Regions from separate parts of the Rattus norvegicus genome. Here region 2 is linked to region 1. A link is a contact called in public Hi-C data. All regions are on one chromosome and are shown on one strand. The core of a region is the stretch at or near the end of the contact, and the rest is flanking DNA. Distances in the headings are between cores, read along the strand shown. Region 1 holds the start of Slc38a2 (solute carrier family 38, member 2). Region 2 has its middle 84 kb from the start of Slc38a2.

The links. A called contact is a pair of places that touch in the nucleus more often than the background predicts.
Region 2: a contact with region 1 is called in a Hi-C map of psoas muscle, with 1.5 times the contacts expected there. The contact joins the enhancer-like site here to the promoter of Slc38a2 in region 1.

The regions. Positions count from the first base shown.
Region 1 is chr7:129,740,424-129,745,920 of GRCr8, reverse strand. It overlaps Slc38a2 (solute carrier family 38, member 2), which reads left to right and starts at 3,302. Exons shown (of 16, transcript NM_181090.3): 1 at 3,302-3,610; 2 at 4,192-4,386; 3 at 4,779-4,860; 4 at 5,006-5,121. The coding sequence starts at 4,271.
Region 2 is chr7:129,824,235-129,829,731 of GRCr8, reverse strand. It overlaps the pseudogene LOC120093719. Among named protein-coding and RNA genes, the nearest start is that of Slc38a2, 84 kb to the right of the region's middle. Within about 2 kb of position 3,036, at least 4 of the 93 cell types and tissues checked have an H3K27ac peak or open chromatin away from gene starts, as enhancers often do.

The DNA of each region.
Region 1 (5,497 bases), core at 2,053-4,552:
TAGCTGTTTAACAGGTTGGGAAGGTTAGCTAATTATAGCCTAGTAACGTGACTCTCCTTAGAAAAAAAACAAAACTCTTATTATATAAGGCAATAAAAATAATTCTATAGAAGGTAGCCATCCACTCTCACTGAAAACCTCCAAAAACCGTGCCGGATAGCGGTGGCGCACGCTTTTAATCCCAGTGGGGAGGCTGAGGCAGGTGGATCTCTGAGTTCAAGTTCAGCCTAGTATACGGAGTGAGACCGGGAAACCTTGGTTGGGGCTGGGGCTGGGGGACAAAAACAAAAACAAACGAACAAAACAACAAAACAAAAAACCACCCCAGGAAACTTTCCGTCACCGACACTGACAATGCACTCAAGAAAACTCCAGGGCTATTTTGCGGTTGCCTTTCTCTCCTGGAATTGGCCATCAGATTGTTCTTCCAGACTTCTCGGTGAGAAATACATTTTACATCACAAAAAACCGGGTGTTGTGGCAAAGGCTGAATTCCTGCTGCAACTCCAGGTGTTAAGGAAAGGGGGCAGGGGTAAGGAAAGGGGACCCTGAGTTCCAGTCTAGCCCAGGCATGCTTTGGAAACTTTGGTTCAAAAATACCCTGCAAGTGCATTTTACATCGCAACTCAAAATGCACCATATTTAGTCAAAATACAAGTTTCACCGAAAAACGCTTAGGATGGCTACAAGTAGGATGCTGATTTCTCCCCCGTTCAAGCCTACTCCCAAAGAAGAATGTTAAGTTGATGCCATTGAATTCATCAGTCTCAACCACTTGGTCCCTCCTCGCCGTTTAAAAAGTGCAGAGTCAGCTTTGCAACATCTGGTGATACAGTTGTGTCTCCCGCCTTTTAGACAAAGGAAAACAGCGATAACCCAGTTGAGGTCTCGGTGGGGAAACACTTGGGTCAGAATCTTTAAAAAAAATTTGTTTTTAGGCCTATTGGTGTTTTGCCTGCGTGCGCGTCTGTGCGCCCCCGTGTGTGCTGTGGCCACCGCCCCTGAAGCCAGAGGAGGGCTTTAGATCCCCTGGAGCTGGAGTTAGATGTGGTAGTGTTAGGGTTCCAATGCATAAAGTGTTACACAGACCTGGCCATTTTAGAAAGAAGTGCCATTAATAATTAAAGTAGGTGGGCCTGGGGTAGAATTGTGTCTTTCTGGGTACAGTGTCGCCAAGTTAGGGCTGGCTATCACGATAGTCAGCTGAGTCAGCTGGCATTCGAGTGCTGAGACCTAGAACCTGGATCCTCTGGAAGAGCAGCCAGGGCTCTTGACCGCTGAGCCATCATCTCTCCAGGCCCACTCATGTGTTTTTGGGTCGCTGTTTGGAAGAATCAAAATGGTGATAGAAAAAAAAATCACTTTTTTTTTTTTGCTTTGTTTTGGTCACGAACTATTCTGTTTCTGACCATCCAGAAACTCGGATAAAGGCCTCTAAATCAATCAATCTCCCTCCCTCCCTCCCTCCCTCCCTCCCTCCCTCCCTCCCTCCCTCCTTCTCTTCTTCCCTCCCCTTAACTATCCTATAGCAGGAACCACCACCAAAAAGTCCAAAGGACAATAGATGTAGTTGTATTTCGAATTGCAGCCATGACCAACAACCTACAGAACTTCCTGAATACCTCGGAGTATTCAGAGGGCAAGAGATTTACCTAGAATTAAAAAAAAAAAAAAAAAAAAGTGGTTTAAGACCTTTTGATTTTTATCAGTTGAAACCCGATAGAAAGGAATTTCCCAGGATTCCTCGAGCCCACCACCAAGCTTTTCCTGAGAGGAGCTGCTCGGATGTTACTGGGGTGAGCATTTGGAAAGAAGGTAATCAAGACTTTTCTAGTTCTGATTATCCGTCGAGTTCCTCACCTCCGGTCTGAGGAGAGTTCGGTCTCCATGGGGAGACTGTCGACACAAGACCACAAATTTGAACAATCTGAGGACTGTACAAGACAGCACAGATTTATAAAGTTGGGACACCCCAAAGTTTAGAAAACAGAACTGCCAAAAAGAGGTCTGAGGGGGGGGGGGCTTTAATCAAGGGAGGCTGAAAAAAGGGCGTTCCTGGTTCTTAAATCTAAAGCGACAGTGGCACTTGAGAGGGGCGAGGGGACGTGCAGCATTAATGTAAGACTATTGTTTAAGTGTGGCTGGCGGGACCAAAGGTTTAGGATGAGGAACAGTGTGTAAAGGGGAAATGGGGTCCTGCCCTGTCAATCACGAACACTGGCACAGGCTGAAGGCACCCCAAGTCTTACGTGCCACGGAAATAGCCAGCGTTACAGATTTCCTCAGGAAAACATTGAAGGCAAAAAACGGTGATCACACCCAGCCCTTTCCTCTCTGCCCAGCCCAATCTCTCCCACGTCCCCCAAAGGAAGAGAGCACTAGGTCAAACTCGTTTGTTTATTCCTCCATTCAAGCAGCATTTTTCTCTCTCCTCGGGGGTCTTTGTTCAACCCAAAAGGGAAGGGCCCTCGCCTTTCCGGCAGCACCGAATATTCTAGTCTCAGGGGCTCCCCGGGTCGCCCGACTCTGCAAGACCACAGCTCCACCGAGGGATCCGGGCCGCAGAGAAAGCTCCAGGCCTACATTCCAACGAGGGCGCGCGCTCGCTGGAAGCTGGAGGAGACGCTAACACCAGGGGTGGGGTGGAGGCAGGAGGGAAAGTGTCGGGCAAGAGGGAACAGGGCGCCCCTAGGCGGCCTCGGAAGGGCTGGGTCTCCCATCCCCGAACCCCTTTTAAGGGCTTGCTGGTCCAACGCAACCGTCCCTAGTACGCTGTGACACGTGCAACCCCAAAGTCTATCCCGCCACGGAACTGCGAGCCGCCCCTCATTCACCAGGCTAGTTGTGGAGAGTGAAAGCACATCTAGGTGGAAAGATCGAGAACACAACCGGGCCCCTCCGGGCAGCGTGGCAGCGCTGGCTCAAGTTCTGCGGGAGAAAAACCCTTAACGTAAATCTTAAGTCGCGGGCTGGGGGTGGTTTGGGGTGTCTGGGGGTGTAGGGTACCGCACACACGCCGGATGTGTCCCCGAAACGCAGCGTTGGAGACCGCGCTGGGAGGGAATCTAAGGAGCTGGCTCCTTACGGCAGCCGCGGGTGGCGGCCACCCACGGGGCTGCGGTGCCACGGCAGCCGGAGCCACGGGAAAGCGGGGTGCGGCTGGCCCCCCGACTCGGGGTGCGGGGCAGCAGCAGGGAGGCGGAGCCCAGGTGCTGTTGATACACAAAGACGAACGCCCGCGCCCCGCCCACTGACGCGGCTCCAGGCCGCTATAACTCGCGCTCCGGAGGCAGCTCCACACCGCGCCACGCCGTCGCCCGCGCCACCACCCCTTAGTCTCTGCTGGAGGATCGTGACCGCCATTCCCCGCTTTTTTTTTCTTTTTATAATCTCTTGAATAATTAAATCTAAGAAAGAAAAAAATCCATCTCTTGTGCCTGTTGGATTGCGGGGATTTTCTTTTTTTTTTAATTTAAAAAAGAAAGGAAAAAAAGGGGGGGGGGACTCCGACCACACTTATTTTTGCCTCGTTTTACAATTCTGGTGTGACCGAGACAGCCCGCGGGAGACGCTGCCGTGAGGTGGGCCAGCTCGCAGGAAGAGCACCGAGGTGAGGCGGGGGATGGGCGGTAGCGGGGACGCGGGCGGCGCCGGCGGCGGGAGAAGTGGGGGCTTGCGGGCACCCGGCCGCAACCTCCCGTTAGGGGGAGGGGGAGCCGCGCGCGGGTCTCTTGTCTGCTGCAAGCCGGGGTCTTGTGACTCCATTGGCTTGGAAACCCATCGTGGAGTCCGGGCGTGGGGAGAGGCGAGCCGAGAGGGCTTGACAATCGCCCCTCGGTATTGCATCAGTTCCTCCCGGGGCAGAGGAGGGGCCGGCGGCCGGCTACCCCGGGCAGCCGCGGCCGCGGGAGGGCTCGGCGTGTGCCCTGTAAACAAGCCCCGGCTGGGGCGGGGGGGACCGGGCTCGGCGCCGGGGCGGCTGGAGGGGCGCCGCGGCGGCGCATCTTTGTTCTCGCGGCCCCGCCGTCGGTACTTTTCCGCCCCTCTCCGCGCCCCCGCCCCTCGCTCGCCTGGTACTTTTCCACTCGCCTGGCGGGGGATGAATCAGCCGCGCTGCGCCGCCCGGCGGCGTCACGTGGTCGGGGGCGGGCGGGCGCCGCAGTCCTGACGCGCCGCCTTCTACCTTCGCAGGCAGCCTCGAGGGCCAGTGCGCCGCCAAGGACAAAAGGAAGCTCGCGCCGCGCGCTGAACACCGTTCCTCCGGATCAGCATGAAGAAGACCGAAATGGGAAGGTTCAACATCTCCCCGGATGAGGACAGCAGCAGTTACAGCTCCAACGGTGACTTCAACTACTCATACCCCACGAAGCAGGCTGCTCTAAAAAGGTGGGAGAAGTGAGCTTTGCAGAAAAGAAAAAAGAAAAAAAAAAAGACCTTGCACACACGGTCGCCTCGGGGCTGGAGGGATTGCTTATCGGTTACAGGCTAACGCTCACACCCAGGAACCAGAAGGCTCGCCCAGGGCTCCGGTCTTCTCCCTTGCTCACACAGCCCCGGAGAGAGTAGCCTCCTAAATTACCCGGTTGTTACTGCATGACCGATCGTATTGCCTTCTAGAACACCTAGCCCATGTGACGAGTCCTGCATTAACTTAAGCGGAACTGAAGGGCTATCTTACTCTATCTATGTAAACTATAAAAAAAACGTGGTGTTCTTATCTTTCCGTTGGGTGACAATGGTCTTTTTTAAAAAAAAAAATTTTTTTTTAATTTTTGCAGCCATTATGTGGACGTGGACCCCGAAAACCAGAACTTTTTACTTGAATCGAATCTGGGGAAGAAGAAGTACGAAACAGACTTTGTAAGTTGACAGTACTCTTTATGTGCCTGGCTTTGTGGAGTAAACGAATAGTGTTACTTTTAGATTTCAAATCTGACTTGCCCAAAGGTGGTTTTTCTCCTTTTAATTATTGTTATATGTTTGGTTATCGTTTCCCTCTGTGTAGCATCCAGGTACTACTTCCTTTGGAATGTCAGTATTTAATCTGAGCAATGCGATTGTGGGCAGTGGAATCCTTGGGCTTTCTTATGCCATGGCTAATACTGGAATTGCTCTTTTTATGTAAGTATGTGTAAGTAGTGAGCCTGCCGTGCGGGGCAGTTAATATGATAAACGTATTCTTGGCTCCAGGAGAAAAAAAAAAAGCAGCTTGCTGTTCTCAAAGTGTTTAAAAAAAATAACTTAGATTTTAAAGTGTGAGAAATCCGAATCTGTTTCTAATGTGTACCGTGTGTCCTTGTGAAAGCAAGTTAGAACTCGGGGTAGCGCTTAAAACTGACGGGTTAAAAAAGCCAGTCTTTCCAGAAGGTGTTGCTAACTGAAAGAGATCGGATAAGTCTAGAGTAAGGAACTTTTGGTCTAAGCGGAAGTGGAGTGGCTCCAAATAGGTTCCATGTCGACTGTCTTGCCCTAAACCCTGTGACCCTTATACACACAC
Region 2 (5,497 bases), core at 1,787-4,286, 84 kb before region 1:
AGAACTAAAGCAGGGCAGGAACCTGGAGACAGGAGCTGATGTCTGGGAGGAGTGATTTCTTACTGGTTGGTTCCTTATACCTTACCCTGCTTATTTTATAGAACCAGGGACCACCAGCCTAAGGATGGCACCACCCACAATGGGCTGAGCTCTCCTCTATCAATCACTAATTAAGAAAATTCCCTACAGGCTAATCATATGAAGGCACTTTCTCAACTGAGGCTCTCTCTTTTGTGATGTCTAGCTTGTGTCAAGTTGTCACAAAACTAGACAGCACACCTTGTCTCCAAATTTCAACTTATTCCAACACTTAGTATCTATGTCTTTACATTTTATCTGTGAGATGGAGCTTCTTTGGTCCGTAAGAGGTTTTTATAAATAGGTACAGTCAGAGATCAAAAGGGATTTTCCTGTCTTTTTTAATTACTCTGCTAAAACAGGAGGGATTACAAGCCAGTCACTCAACCTGATGTGACATCCACTACCAAGCATCCTGTGATACAGAGACTTGCCTCTACCATCTCCAAGGAGCAAAAGAAAATATCTGGACTCAAGTGTGGGAACAAACTCTTGGCAAACTTAGAAATACTTTTCATGTTGTCTCAACCTGGCTGATGATTGCTTTAGAACAAGTATCCCACTGTGGCCCGACACTTGATCTGCAGGATTCCTTAAAAGAAAGGGGCGGGTGGCAAGAATGTATCTTATGCTCCACAAAGATACAAAACGTTCTGGACATGGTCTAGCTCTCAAAGCGCTGTCAGATAGGTAGGTCACTTAAGTACTTCTAAAAATACGGCAGGGTAACTTTCCTGGCCTTGTTCTCCTTAGACACCAGACCAATTAATTAATAGACAAGAAATAGTCATCATCAAAATTTGCTTTGAGACAATTATAATATTTTCTCAATCTTTATTGTGTGATTCTTATGCATGGAATCTTCCATTCGATGTCCTTTTCTAAAGTCAGTGCTAAACTGCACACCTATATTTGTATTTGTATTGTATTGTTTTGTAACATTATAGAACCATTTTCTAGATCAGTTTATAAACCTTCATATTTGTTTTACCCTGTAATTGAAATTTACAGTGTGTTTCTGCTAATAGAATGTTCTCAAGTATCCCTGTCCCCGCCCCCTCCACCCACACAACCCCATCACAGCATGTTGACTTTACTAAATGCAAGAATATCTCTTGGAAGCTGCTTACGTCCAATAGCACTTTCTAGAATTCCATGTATCATTTGTTAAACATGCTTTTACATCCTCCTCTGCCAAAAGCTAATAGTTACAGATATAACATTGAACAGTACAGACGTAGTCCCGTCTCCACAGAAATGACTGCCAAAATAGATTTGGACAGGAACCCAGGGGCGCCAAATGGGAGAGCGATCCAGCTGCGGCCAAAGCAGGGGCTGCTGCAAAAGAGGAGCCTCATCCTAGAAGCAAGATCCAACGCGATACTCAAGCTCGAGTTCTTGGCATGCGCAGTTCCCACTGGGGTCCTGCAGAACATGCGCCTGCCCACTCTCGTGCATACCTGAGCATAGGGGGGTGCACATCCTGCAGGGGCAGTCTGATGTATTCCTTGAATAATATCAGTAGACACGAGCCAAGTGGTGTCTGAAGCTTTTTATGCAGATCTGGGGTTTTGTTTTGTTTTTCCACTCAATTCTGGTTTTGGAACAGCGTTTGAATCTAGACAGCCTAGCTTAGCCTTAGCTCTCTGGCCCTGACCTCCATGTCTCTGTACCCCAGAATGTTCGGGAGCACACCATACCCTACTTCCTTCCAGGACCACCCCCTACTTTGATGTGGAGAATCAGGGGAAGTGTTTCAATTCTCGAAGTTACTAAACCATGCAACCGGAAGTGGTGCAAGCACACCAAAACACCGAGTGCACCTGGCCTGGTTGCACAGAACTCTAGTTCCGGGCAGCTGTCAAGAGCGCTGTCAAGGTGCAGAGAGCTCCATGTTGGAATTCTCAACCCCAGAGGCCAAAGGTGTTTAGAGAGTGCCAGCTCGTAATGGGTAGGATGAAGGGCCAGATTCCACCACTGAAGACATTTTTTTCCACCAGGATCCTCAGCGACAAAGACGATCCAGCGCACGCCGCTGTCAAAAGGCACAAAAGGCAAATCCTTTCAAATCTACCAGCCTTGGTTAGCTATCCCTGGGGGTATGAGTGGATAAGGACCTTTATCCCATAAAGGAGACAGAATTCCAAGGGGGTGAGCAGCCAAGGTTGGCTTCACAGGCAGCAAATGGGTGAGGAAAGCAGAAACTAAGAAAAAGTGGTTGGCCTTTACTGCTCTTTCCATGTAATTCATGGACACTGGGGAGATCAGTAGAGCCACAGGAGACTGGTTGTCACCGTGCCATTTCCACTAGCCTTGGTGTGTGAGAGTGACAGTGGGGAGGACATCACTTTCACACTGAAGGAAAGTGGCCCGTTTGGATGTCATCTCTCTTGACTTCTCAAGGTGGTCAGTCATATAGCGAGCTGGTTTCTGTTGGGTGGCATGGCACTTTACAGTGCCTCTGTTTTGAGTCTTATTTTAGGCTATTTGGGGCCAGCATGGAAATGTGATCTGGGGGGGGGGGGGCGGAAGGTAGGGCTTCCTATTGTGTTTATGGAGCAGTGTCCTAGAACAGTAAGCTATAGACCAAGGGATGAAGGTACAAGAAAAACTGTGTCAGGAACAGCAAGACAGGCGAGAACGTAAACGCACTTGTCACCAAGTCTGGTGACCGGAATTCAACCCTCTGGAACCCACATGGCAGAAGGGAAAAAAAAACCACGCTCACAAGTTGTACTCTAACTTCTGCATGTGCCCTATGGCGTGCATACCTCCCTCGTCCGCATCCAGTAGATAGGCAAACAAATTTCAAATATTTTAAATTAAAAAAAAAATACAACGCTTCAACGAATAGAAGGAAGAAGCACACACAGAGGAACCGCCCTACACCCTGTCTGCTAAAGGGATTAGGGAGATGTGAGCACCTTCAAGTCACCCAAGACGTGAGAAACTGAAAGCATGGCAGGCTGGACTTGTCATCGGATGATATTTTTAGGAGAGCTTATTTTGCAAGCTAGAATTACAGGACAGAGAGATGCAGTCAATTAAAAGTATTTAAGGATGAGTTTCTGGCACGGAGGAGGGTGGCAGGAGAGCCATCACCCGTGACAGAGAACCAGAAGAGGCTACTGTTTCCACAAAGACCTGGGTGCCGCTTTAAGATGACATTTTAAGATAAACCGATTACACCCCAATAGCCCGTTCAAGACGTCAACAAAAGGGAGTGGCTTATGGAAGGACTAAGAACAAGGATCCAGAGGCTTTGCCTCACTGGAAAAGATTGCTGGGTTTGTTATTTCAGCCCTGTAGTCTTTGTTAAAGGTCCTAGCAGTGGTTGGGACTATAAAAATCACACTGCCTTAGAATCCCCACACTCTGGCTTTGTGGTCTATGAGACACTATTATCTGTCCCCGCTCCCCTTCGGAACTGAGTTATTCCTATACCCATGTAGGAGGCTCAAGAGTTAACATGGGACAGATGGGGAAACTGAGATTTGAGAAAGTCAAATAGATTCATGTGAACCTGCGTTTTCCCTCCACCCTACCTCTAGACCATGGGTTCCATCAAATGAGATCTGAGTCTGGAGGTCTTAATATTAAAGAGATGAAATCTCAGCTTTCTTGTCCTCCTCGGTCAAACCCATCTCTTAGGGTGCCTCAACCTTTAGTTACTGTAGCAATACCTGTGTCTTCTGTTGTACCTCTCAACTTCTTGTTGCTCAATAGGGTCCCATAGTCTATACAGAACCTGATAGAAGACCCCACACACACTGTCTATCCTGATCCTAATCCAATGATCGCCTCACTTTCCAAAGCCTTTCCTGTTTGGGTGGGTGTCTTTTTTCTAGACATGATCTTCCTCACCCACTTTTAACTGGAAAAGCCAGCCAGGGCTTCTCTGCCTTACTCTCCACCAACCCACAATGCCAGACACACAAAAGGTGCTCACTACCACTGTAAAGAGTCAGCCACTCTCTAGCCTGTTCTCCTCCTCTGTGACAAACATTACCCCATTATGGCCCCACGGAAAGCTCCATCATCTATTCTGGGAAATGTATCGGTCTCCTAAGACACGCTGTCTCAGTTGCCCGAGATCCAAACTTCTGACTTTGAATTAGATTTTATCTCCATGTCATTTGTACTTTCACCGCTCTTCCCTTTTCTCAGGAAGTAATGATTACTGGTATAAACTAACATCTATGGCCTGTTTATCATGGGCTAGGCATGCTAAATTAGGCATATGTACTGTTTCATTTCGTCCTCATGATCAGGCTCCTTACTCTCCTTAGCTGAGGAGACCAAGGCTCAGGGAAGCAAGGCAACTTCCCCAAACTCACACAGTTAGCATTAAAATCCACAAGAAACTCTGCTTTAAGCGTGCCACGCGGTGTGGCTATAGAATTACTTGTTCCATGGATGATTGGTAGATTGTATCCCCACCACCCCCGCCTCGACTATTCAAATGCAGACCCTTTCCACGACTGCCTCGTTTTAATCCTGTCAAAACACTTTTGAGGTTCATATTATTGTGTTCGGGGCTCTATGGGCCTCTCTAATTCTTAAGAACACTACTTAAAGTGAGGTTTCTCTGACTCAGTTTCCCCCTTCCTACAACGAATGACCTAGCTAACAGTCATCGTGAATATTACTTTAGTTTATGGATGCAAAGAATGCAGATTAGGTCACGTTGCTGTGTCTGGGGCTCTGTCATTGCGAGCCATTATCACTTTTGACCTGTCTCACCTCTGACCTCTGACCTTCCTTCCTCACCCAGGTCTCCATCCTAAGTTGCAGATACTCACTCTCCGGTTACCACACAAGGCATGATTCATTGCTCTCTAGCATTCAGGCTGTGCTTTGAAATAATCGTTTTGTCAAATAATGAAGAAATACGCCTGAAGGAGAAGGGCCAGCCGGTGTGAACCATCACAGCGCCCTGCGAGGTAGCTGGTGTGTACGCGAGGCGGGCAAACACTGGGTGGTTAGTGTATAAATGATTGCACGCAGGAAAAATGGAAGAGCAGGAAAGAAAGCAGATAGATGATAGCTGGAAAGCAAGGCCACTGAGCCTAAGTTGACCTGCAGGAGACTGGGAAGGAGAAAGACACAGGCAGAATGAAAAGCACTTTCTGTTTTCCCAGAGCTGTGTTTTGTTTAACACTTTGCCTCGTTCACCGTCAACCTTCTCCGTTTAAATGAAATTAGGATTTCCAAAGATACACGTTATGAAACCACTTAAAGGAGCCAGCCGGGGCCCACCTCTGAGGCTCGAGGATCTCTCTGAAATGGAAGGAAGGACGTTTATGACCAGGCTTACCTCTCATCCTTGCTTTCCCACGCTTTTCAAAGGCCCAAGCCCTAACTCTTTCTCTGATATTTGGAAGGAAGCTCGGCAATTGTGAAAATAGATGTTGCAAAT